3 separate regions of the Zea mays genome follow, and all the other regions are linked to region 1. The links are chromatin contacts, called in public Hi-C maps. All regions are on one chromosome and are shown on one strand. Each heading gives the region's core, a stretch centred on a gene start, on an enhancer-like site or on the middle of the called end of the contact. The rest is flanking DNA. Distances are from core to core; before and after follow the strand shown.

Region 1 (3,618 bases), core at 518-3,017:
ACTTCAATCGTGATCAAATAAAAATATTATATTTTCATTGAGTTCTTTTGAACATAAATTTTAAAATACATAATAACATATTCCCACTAAAAAGAAGCACACATATTCATCTTTTTTTCTTCTGCACTAAATAAAAGTATACTCCATTATATACTTGTCTCATAGATGATATATTTTAGAATTTACTGCATATACAGCTGCTGTGCTCGCCGGATAAAAAAATCTGGACGAATAAACAAATCAGTCACAAAAATAAAATTGGATGAGAAATAAATCATGACGGACAAATCAACGACATAAACGAAAAATATGGACAACAAAAAAAATAAATAAGTGACAAAGACAAAAAGTATTAAAAAACGCCCACCGTGGGGCTCGAACCCACGACCACAGAGTTAAGAGCCATGTATTTTACCAACTGAGCTAGACAAGTTTTCTGTACAGAACAGAGCTCGGCGCCATGATCTATGGCGCCGAGCTCGGTGCCACGTCGGCGCCACGACGTCCGTTTGTGCCAACGCAGCACGTACCTCGGCGCCATAGCCTATGGCGCCGAGCTGTGTTACCTCGGCGCCACAGGCTACGGCGCCGAGTAAAGGGTCCAAAAATGACATTAAAATTTTTTAGGGTCCAAACATGAATTTTTTTCCGTTGAAGGACCAAAATGCAAAAAATTCGGTCACCACCGCGCCTCACTCTCTTTCCCCGCAGCAAGGCCCCAGCGGCGGCACGGCGCAGTGGCGCACCCTCTGGAGTCACCTTCTTCCTGCCCAATACGGCCAGCGGCGGCACCCCGACCAGGTTGACCCCGCCCCGGCAACGACCAGCGGGTCGTACAGCACGCCGATCCAATTCCTCCGGTGAGTTCCCCTGTTTCTGCACCCCTTCCGGCTTCGGTTCGCGGCGTCGTGTTATATCGGGCCGCTGTGCTCGGAAGTGGTGGCTGGCTGAGATGGGAGATCGCGGGAGTGGTTATCGAAGCACAACCAGCTGCGCTGCGATTCGCTTCTCGTTATTGTTTCCGATCAGTCTACATGGAACCCCACGGAGCAGGGATGCATCATCCGGCCATACGCCTGGAATTGAACTTGATACTAAATCGCCAGTAACACTGAGCGAGGTTAGCACAACATTCCGTTGAACTGCTGGAAGACGCTGGTGTACACTAGATCTGGATTGGAAAGAGGAGAAGCAACAGCTTTTCAAACTTAGGAGTATATCCAGTTGCCATTTCTTACCAGTTCGCAACTATCTTCTTCAACTTATCGTATTTAAGAGAACCCTTAATATGTTAGACAAAAGTAAGCTACACTAACAAATGTCAAAAGTATGTAAAATCTTTTACCAATATATGGTACTGATAAGAACGTAATGATAGCTTTCCAATTTGTGCATGGGTGCCTCCTCAGATATGGCAAAATTAACGCCTGGTCCATCTGTGCCCAAAGTACAAATGGTGACATGCTAATCTTTTTCTGGTGGCGTGTGTTGGCCGTTGGGAGAAAGATTTGTATTAGTGGTAAAGATATTCACATGGTTCAGGACCCATTGCTTGTACTTTTATGTCCACATTCAATGTATTGCATAGTGATGTTGCCGTATGAAATTGTAAAGGTAGTGTACTAAACTAGGTGCACATTTTTAATCCTTCACCAGTTGTTTTAATCATGAAGATTGAGAACCTAACCGGATAGCTCCTTTTCAGTGAAGGTCGATAAACTGTGAGATACTGAGATTGAAGCTGCACACTGTTTTAGTTTCTTCAAGGACAAGGAACATTAATATCACCAAATACTTTCGTCAATGGAGCTTGAAGCTGATTTCGCTGATGAAGATGTCAGTTCAAATAATGGATTACAAGATCTGTGGTCACTTGACGAGATAGATTCAAAGAGAGCAAGATTCCCGTGCTGCATTGTTTGGACTCCTCTTCCTGTAGTTTCATGGCTTGCCCCTTACATAGGGCATGTTGGAATCTGTCAGGAGGATGGGGCTATCTTGGATTTTGCTGGTTCAAATTTGGTGAGCATGGATAATTTTGCTTATGGTTCAGTTGCCAGATACCTCCAGCTTGACAGAAAGAAGGTTAGGATGAATGGATGACTATAATTTCATTTTCTGGGCTATGCAATTCAACATAGGTGCTCATCTTGTACTTTATTTTACCTAAACCACTACTAAGATGTCAACAGGTTTAGGATCCATGGAGCTAAAATCTGGATTTCTCCAAGGGTAGAAAGCCTAATAATCCTATAGTTCTGAGTACACAATCATAGTATTTTGTTTTAACTGGTGGTTTCAGCTTCCAATGTCATCAATATCTGAATTTATTTCTGGACAGCATGAAGTCAATGTACCTTTGTTCTATTTAATTTTATTACATGATTCATAAACAATCGATGAAGGGCGGGCCTGGTGCAGCGGTAGAGCCTACCGTCTGTAATCGAAAGGTCCTGGGTTCGAGCCCCAGCCTCTGCATATTATGCGGGTAAGGCTTGGTGCTTAAAGATACTCATCCCCAGATCCCGCACAGTGCGGGAAGCCTACGACACTGGGTACACCCTTTATTCATAAACAGTCGATATTTTCCAATATTATTCCTTATTTTAGTATCTTTTCAGCAGTAAAGTATTTCATAACTGGTACTTGTAAAACGTTGAGCCTGGAAATGTGATGTTTCATTTAGTAGTAATAGTTCTTAAAAAATAAGATTCTATTGAAAAAGGAACCAGAGATCAAATATATGATCTGGAAACTGGTCCTGTGATTGTTCTAGCTAGTAGCTAGCTATCACAGGAGAAGCAGAACCAGAACAGATTGATTCACCAATATTGGGAAGTCTTGATCTTTTTTTTTCTTTTTCTTAGTAGCCTGTATTTGTATTTGTATATGTTCTTGTTCTTGGGAACTTTAGGTTTCCGATTTCAGTAGAGGTGCTCCTATTCTAATATATATGGAACTTAAATTTAATTTCGAAGTTTCATAATCTTGTTTGTTTTGTTTTGTTTTGTAAAAAAACTGTTGTCACTGGGCACACTCTTTCCTGTAGTTCTTTTCAACTTGTTGATTTCCTCTTTGTTCCTTTGGTGTCCAGTGCTGCCTTCCTGTTAATCTTGCAGCACATGTATGCAAGCAGTCCTACAGCCATTCAGAAGTTGGAGCAGCGATGTCATGGGATGATGCTCTGCAATCGGGCATGAGACGCTTCCAGCACAAGTACTACAATCTGTTCACCTGCAATTGCCACTCGTTTGTGGCAAACTGCCTGAACCGGCTCGCTTACAATGGCTCTGTGGAGTGGAATGTTTTGAATGTGGCTTCCCTTGTTTGGTTTCATGGCCAATGGGTGGACAAAATGTCTTTCGCTCGGTCTTTCTTGCCTTTCCTAACTGTGACATGCATCGGTATTTTAATGGCTGGCTGGTCTTTCCTGGTAGGGATGGCAGCATTCTCTATTCTTTTGATTGGATGGTTTGTTTTTACGGTATACTGCGTTAAGGGTTTGATATGTTGACCGGAGAAGAATTACTGAAAGCACTCATTAGCGCATCGCAGTCTACATGTAATCGCTGTGCTAGATTCAATTAAATAATTGATGTCATCAGCTTCAGTGATTCA
Region 2 (3,618 bases), core at 624-3,123, 230 kb before region 1:
AAAACACTAAATTTAAAACATATTATTGAAACTAAATTTGAAACCCTAAACATCACGAAACTAAATCTGAACAATAAATATGTAGTGTAGAACTAAATACGTGTACTAAATCCGGTTTACTGGATAAAAAACACGGTTTACCTTATGCCAGTCGCGGTTAATCGCCGGCTCGGGGCGGTTTACCGCCGGTTTGGTGTCTGGCTCCTAGTAGGGCGTCGGTTCAGAGTAGTTAAATGGCTAGAGAAGCTAGTTTATCGGCTCAACGGGGCAGTTTACCGACGTTTAGTGCGGTTAACCGGGCGCGCAAGGAAGAGGCGGGCGCGGTAAACCGAGCGCGTGGGCGAGGTCTGTCGCCTTCGGGCCGGTAAACCGCACCTAGGAGCCGGCAAATGCGACGGTGGTGGCGACGGTTTGTGCCCAGGCGGCGGCAGTTTTGGAGTGGGAGGCAAACAAAAAGAGTGAGGCGGAGTGGGGAAAGTGAGGGGAGGAGAGGAAAAGATATATTATTTATTTTAGATATTTTGTTAACAGGTTTACTAATAGGTCTATATGGTTTTCTATTTTTTAATATGTTAAACTAAATTAAATTTAGATATCTTATATAGCAAATTACTCACCAGAACATGTAGTTTTTATCATATTTTATATTTTTTAAATTTCTAGTGAATTTCAAAAATATACAAATGGTAAACTGGCACCATTCACCAGCAGTTTCTGTAAACCGGACAATTTACCGTCGATTTTTGTAAATCTTGCCTGTATGGTACAATGGTAGAGGCTGTTTATCCCGTGCTCATGGAGGAGGGCTCGATCTCCGGCCAATGCCGTGAGAGGCAGCGCGTGCAAGAATCCCTACAGAAGATAAGGCAGAATATAAGACGTACAAAAACTTATACTTAAATAAATTAGAGATGAAGAGATATATTCGATTTGTTTGCTAACACGGAGAATTCGAGCTAATTAAGCTCATAACCAACGATCAAGTCTCGTGCATGATGAGATGCAGACAACTCGAGCCGCCTTGACAGGTTGACTAGGGACGCCAAATTCGTCTGTATCATACATTTTCTAGGACGTACAGTATAATCTATTTGCGATAGTAAAACCATATAAGCAACCGAGAGCAACTCGGAGACGCACCAACGTCCCAAATTTCACAACGTAATACCTCTTGATTGAGGAAGCACACTAGGGCTAGGGCTATTGAATAGAGCATAAAATTAAGTATTTTTATAGAAAAAACTGTTGAAAACTTTGGATCATCAGATCCGCTCTATTCCATATGACAGTAGTAGAGGCCTAAGAAGTCATAAAAGACAGTTCTCTTCCTAGCAAACCAAAGGAACACACGAGACACATGGTATATGTTGGGCCTCTAACCTTTTTCTCTTCTCTATCCATACGATTAAATACATGTTATATATATAGAGACGTGATACCCCTCAGGGGTATATTTTATATTTGTACATATAACCTTCATTAGGGTTTCTAAAAAACAATTGAATTTGAAGGAATAGAAATAATGAGAGGACTGGGAAAAAAGGGGTGGGGGTGGCTGGGCAGAGAGCAAAAGCCAACTTCTTTACAGGCTATATTAGGATGTCGGTGGTCCAGCCCAACTTACAGAAGCCCATAAAATAGTCATAGCTTCTGTAACTACCGGCCCAGGAAGCCATCCGCTCCTCTTCGAACAATGGATCTACTTCTTTACAGGCTATATTAGAATGTCGGTGGTCCAGCCCAACTTACAGAAGCCCATAAAATAGTCATAGCCTCTGTAATTACCGGCCCAGGAAGCCATCCGCTCCCTCTCGAACATTGGATCCTATGCTCTCCTCTCCCTGCTCGCAGTCAGGGCACAGGGACTGCCTCCGGAGACCGGAGCAGGCCGCAAGCGTCCAGGTTCGAGACGCCAGCACGCTCTCGCAGTACAGCAGCATTATCAGGGAGCGTGCCGTGGGAGTGGGAGGTTGCCTCAGGTGCGGAGCAGTCGCCGGCGGCGACCATCGGTGTCTGAGATGAAGGAGAGAGGCGGCTCCAGGGCGGCAGTGGACGAGCGCTACGCGCAGTGGAAGTCGCTCATCCCCGTTCTCTACGACTGGTTTGCCAACCACAACCTCGTTTGGCCATCCCTCTCCTGCCGGTAACTTCCTCTGCGCACCGCACCCCCTATTACTTCCGGCTCGCCCTTTCGTTTGTTTCGTTCCCGTAGCCACCATTTCCCTGAAGATTCCTGCTGGACTAGGGTTTTGATGAGTGAAATGGAGTAGTGCGTCGTTCGTGTCTAGGGTTTTGATCCGGGGTTGTAATCGAGGTGACTCTAGATCTGCACCATTGCTAGTGCGTTGGTGGGAATGGCGTCGGAAGGGGCTGGGATGATGGGCCTGTATGGTGGATTAGCGTTTTGTGATGCTAGGGTTTATGAGCGGGTGGGTTTTGGCGGGTGTCACTGTTTGATAGTTTGAGGGGTTACAAGCTTTGTCTCCATGTTATGAACTTATTATTGCTCCCGCTACTTGTTCAATCTGAATAAAATCCCTGAAAATTCCTATTGCACCAAATTCTTTCCAAACAAATCCTATGGTTTGATGGTTAGTGGGTTAGTACACGTCCTTATTTTTTGCCTTCATATGATTACTTTACTACTCCCTTCGTTCCAAATTATAAGATGTTTTGCCTATTTTAGACACATTCCTTTACTATGTCTTTAGACATCGACACATCGTGTATATCTAATTGCATAGAAAAAGCTATTTAGGGGGTGTTTGGTTTCTAGGGACTAATTTTTAGTCCCTCCATTTTAGTCCCTAAATTACAAAATACAGAAACTAAAACTCTATTTTAGTTTCTGTATTTAGCAATTTATAGACTAAAATGGAATAAAATAGAAGGACTAAAAATTAGTCCCTAAAAACCAAACACCCCCTTATTAAAAAAATCCAAAACGTTTTATAATTTGGAATGGAGGGAATGTTGATTAGAGTGGGAACATGATTTTGGTCATGCACCTTATGTGCATGAGTGCATCAGAGCTGTGTTTGTGCAGCATTCTGTTATCTCACCAGATAATTCGAAACTAATGATAAATATTTGCACATTAACTGCTTTCTGTAAGATGCTTGCCCCCTCCATGTGACTCTGCAACTTATGATACTGATATCTGGTTATTTGGTAACAGGTGGGGGCCACAGTTTGAGAAAGCTACCTACAAGAATCGTCAACGCCTTTACCTATCTGAACAGGCAAGTGCATCTGCAAGCATATATTATTTTATATCAGTTTGAAGAAGCAAATCTTGTCAATGCTTAGTTTTTTGTTGGCTGGTGAGTATGCATGCTATCAATATTGGAGCTAGCTAACTGTGGGGTTGCTTTTGTGCTATGGTTTCAGACCGATGGGAGTGTGCCTAATACTCTGGTTATCGCAAACTGTGAAGTTGTGAAACCAAGGGTTGCAGCTGCTGAACATATCTCGCAGGTTAGTTATTGTTTGTTGCATTGATTACATTTGTATTTGGAGAAATCAGAAATGCATTAGTTTTAGCTGTGTCTTGTGTTTATGTGATCTTTGATTCCAGTTCTCATCTCCGCGTAATCAGAAACTTAAGACTTTTTCCAG
Region 3 (3,618 bases), core at 697-3,196, 160 kb after region 1:
TGACTTATATGGTGGGAAATATTCCACTTAATTTGAGAAGTCAAGAAACATACAAGGGCGTGCCACACGCGCGTGCGCCGCCGCCGCCGATCGGGCCGGGCCGGGCGTGGCGTGGCGTGGCGAGGCGAGGCGAGGCAGGCAGGCAGCGAGCGTGCGTGGTGTGGTTGTGTTAATTTTTAGCACTCATTAACCACGAGAGTTTTAACTCTTGCCCGTCTCTTGGCGTGACGCATGCGAGACCCTTATCCTTCAGTTGCCCGTCTCTTGGCGTGCCGCATGCGACCCTTCTCCTTCAGCTTCCTTCCGCGAAAGGTTAAGTAGGGGAAAACCCTTGTCATTTGGTACGTGAGCAGAACACTTTCAGAACCACAGTCTAGCCGCAAGTGTGGGTATTTTCATCTCGTAGCTCTGCGCGCACAGAGAGGCGAGAGGGCAGGTGCCTCCGAAGCCCTTGCCGTTCGAGACCTTGCACGTGGGATCGACAATTAGGTTTTTGGGGAGCGTCTACGCGACTGCCCGAACATCGTTCTGGTAAACATCTTCTTCTTCCTGGCGACGCGGCATGACAAGAGAAGCTGGACAAGGATCTGGATCATCGGAGAGCATGAGAGGGTATGACCGTTTCATCTCCTCACTATGTTTTACGTTCTGCAAATTATATATGTTTTATATGTTCATCTCTGCTGTTTCATATGTAACCATGAATTTATTTCATCTGTTCTGTCATATTATAATATGTTACATCTGTTTGTTTTAATTTTACAGCCATGTTGTTTATGTTGCTATCTGTTTATTTTCAGTTATTCCGTAATAATACATGTACCATGTTTATATACTTATTATTTTTATATGATTCATATGCTTTATATTCTCATGATCCATATTGTTATAGATATATTTGATATCATGATTTCTATGATTAATCATCTTTTATATGTCATCACAATAATGTTAATTTATGGAATTAAAATGATATGGAAAATACCTATAATTCTAACAATTTGATATGTTACCTCTACACATACCTATCATGACTTGGAAGATTGAGATTGAGCACGGAATGTGAATAATGTTGTGAGGTATAATTTTGGGTCAATGGTTTTTTTTTATCACTCCTGGGCTTATTATACAAAATGATAGAGAAAACGATTTTTTACCATCAAATCATAGCCGTCTTGGACATGCGTATCATGAACGCGTATATCGCCGAACTCACCTTTAACGCACAGACATCAACTAGGTTTCTGGTACGCGCCTTCATTCCCATTTGGGGCCCGTTCGCTTCCACAGGAATAAACATGGATTCGTTCCAGCTCTTCGAACAGGGCCTGGGGGTTGTTCGATTTAGGTAGAGTGAGGAGAATTAGTGGGAATTAAGGGGTCTTCGAACCTTACCAAAACTTGTACTCAGCTGTCCAAGCAGGTCATGATGGCGAGCGGAGTCTTGAGGAGCCCCCGTTTTAAGCGACACGTCCTTTCGCCTCCAAGCATTCGTCAGTTCTCTAACCGAGACCTTGTCTTCAATACGAGTTGAAGTACTCTTCGCCTCTTGTATATGTAATAGAATCTGTTCAATTTATATTAAATTGGACTGAACGAGGGGACAGACGACCTTCGTATAACAGAGGCATTTTAGTCTCTTCGAATTTGTAGAAAACAATGAAATTGAAGTTTCAAACAGGTCAAATCTAAAAAAATCAAAGAACACACCGTTATTTGCGTCGTTTTGACGAATGCAATATTAACCACGTTATTTTATCAAAGCAATTTATTTCAACTCATAACTAATCAAAAATCTCCATGACAGATCCTTGTCCATACGCTGGGCTGTGGGGTGCCTGTCCGATTCACCATCGGGCTTCGCAGTGGCGGCCTCATCGTAAAAGCGCCGCCAAAGCCCACCAAGCCCAAAACATAATGATGCGCACGCAGCGCAGCGCAGCGCACTCGAAAACCCCAAACCCAAAGGCATCTCCCAGTCGGAGTCGCCCCATGGCCCCACCCACCTATTCTCCCTGCCGGCGGCAGCCTTAACCCTAATCTCATCGCCTCCTCTTCCTTCTCCAGTTCCTCGAAGGCCCAGCAGACAACAGCCCCTCTTTCTTCTCAGCCATGTCGGAGGACGAAGCGAACGCTGCTGCTGCGCCGGCAGAGGGAAAGAACTGGCGGCGGAAGGGGAAGCACGACAAGCCCAAGCCGTGGGACGAGGACCCCAACATCGACCGCTGGAAGATCGACAAGTTCGACCCTGCCTGGAACGAGGGCGGCATGCTCGAAGTCAGCTCCTTCTCCACCCTCTTTCCCCAGTACCGAGGCAAGCATCTTTTCCTGAGCTCGTCCTGCCTGCCGTGACTTTGGCGATGGAACGCATGCGATTTGACTTTATTCGAGCCGAATTCGTGATGCATTACTTGTTGGTTTGAGTGCAGAGAAGTACCTACAGGAGGCGTGGCCGGTCGTGAAGGGCGCATTGAAGGAGTACGGGATCTCGTGCGAGCTCAATTTGGTACTTGATGAGTGATTAACCTTTTCTTATTGCTATTGACTGGCGATATTGTTATGTGGTAAACAAATGCTCTGAAGCCTCTCTCTCGGTGTGTGTAGGTGGAGGGATCCATGACTGTGTCGACGACCAGAAAGACAAGGGATCCCTTCGCTATTATCAAGGCCAGGGAACTAATTAAGCTTTTGTCCAGGAGCGTCCCTGCACCTCAGGTATTACGTATGACCCTTTGTGTATTCAGGTATCAAGGTACTGCGTGGATCATGTTTTTGCACTTTGAGGTGGCGGCTTCGCGTTCCGAGTGGATTGAGATTTAGTCTACAGTTTGTCGAGGGCTTACTAGTGCTTATTTTTGCAGGCAATCAAAATTCTTGATGATGAGATGAACTGCGATATTATTAAGATTGGTGGTCTTGTGAGAAATAAGGTAAGGACACCTTTTCATTGCTCAAGTTTGATTTCAGATCTCTTTTGAAGATTAGACTTGTCATGAGGTGCTTCTCTCTGTGCTATGATATATTCTTTTGTGCAAAGACCATTCTTGTAATTTGTATAGTCCGATAGGTAAAATAACGGACCTGAAAAAGTTTTAGGCCATTATTTGTTATTTTCCAAGGCGCTGTTCAAATTTGAAATGTTATTTTTGTCATTTCATTTTGTAATGATAGTACTAAGTTGGTAATATTTTGATTAATTTTTTCTCCTGACTGCTGAGATGTTTGGTTATGCTATATAGTTCTATATTTTCTCTGTTTCCTAGGCCCAGGGTTTTTTATCCCACACTCAGCTGGATTTTGTAGTTCTAGGTAAACATATAGTCACAAACCTTTCTGTAATATATAGTTATCTGTACGATACTCCGTTGGCTGTTGCCTTCATATGTCTGTAGACATTTATTTGGCAACCTACATTCCATGTTTTTTTGTTGGTATTATTCATTATTCTATATTCTTTGTTCTTAGTTATTGTGCTGTTAATATATCAAAGTTTGTAACAGGACTTACCAACTGATCATATGAAAATATGCTGAATGTAATTAGAGATTTAGTGCCCTTCCTCACTGTTTGAACTTTACTCATCCTTATGAAACTATAATGCTATCTGTAGGAGCGGTT

What was found. Hi-C and Micro-C count contacts between places; a contact is called where the count stands out from the background.
Region 2: a contact with region 1 is called in a Hi-C map of ear, with 2.9 times the contacts expected there. The contact joins the promoter of LOC542087 here to the promoter of LOC100193900 in region 1. A contact is called at or near these places in 10 of 25 Hi-C or Micro-C datasets (bundle sheath, ear, endosperm and 5 more).
Region 3: a contact with region 1 is called in a Hi-C map of leaf, with 7 times the contacts expected there. The contact joins the promoter of LOC107521945 here to the promoter of LOC100193900 in region 1. A contact is called at or near these places in 8 of 25 Hi-C or Micro-C datasets (bundle sheath, ear, endosperm and 2 more) and 2 of 3 datasets of contacts at active chromatin or transcription factors (leaf and seedling).

What each region holds. Positions count from the first base shown.
Region 1 is chr3:209,058,899-209,062,516 of Zm-B73-REFERENCE-NAM-5.0, reverse strand. It overlaps LOC100193900, which reads left to right and starts at 1,767. Exons shown (of 2, transcript NM_001138974.1): 1 at 1,767-2,085; 2 at 3,095-3,618. The coding sequence starts at 1,804. The coding sequence ends at 3,514.
Region 2 is chr3:209,284,808-209,288,425 of Zm-B73-REFERENCE-NAM-5.0, reverse strand. It overlaps LOC542087 (nucleosome/chromatin assembly factor group C), which reads left to right and starts at 1,873. Exons shown (of 15, transcript NM_001111721.2): 1 at 1,873-2,143; 2 at 3,179-3,242; 3 at 3,391-3,477. The coding sequence starts at 2,019.
Region 3 is chr3:208,896,770-208,900,387 of Zm-B73-REFERENCE-NAM-5.0, reverse strand. LOC107521945 (RNA-binding KH domain-containing protein) reads left to right here and starts at 1,946. Exons shown (of 12, transcript NM_001321684.1): 1 at 1,946-2,314; 2 at 2,430-2,506; 3 at 2,605-2,715; 4 at 2,862-2,930; 5 at 3,611-3,618. The coding sequence starts at 2,113.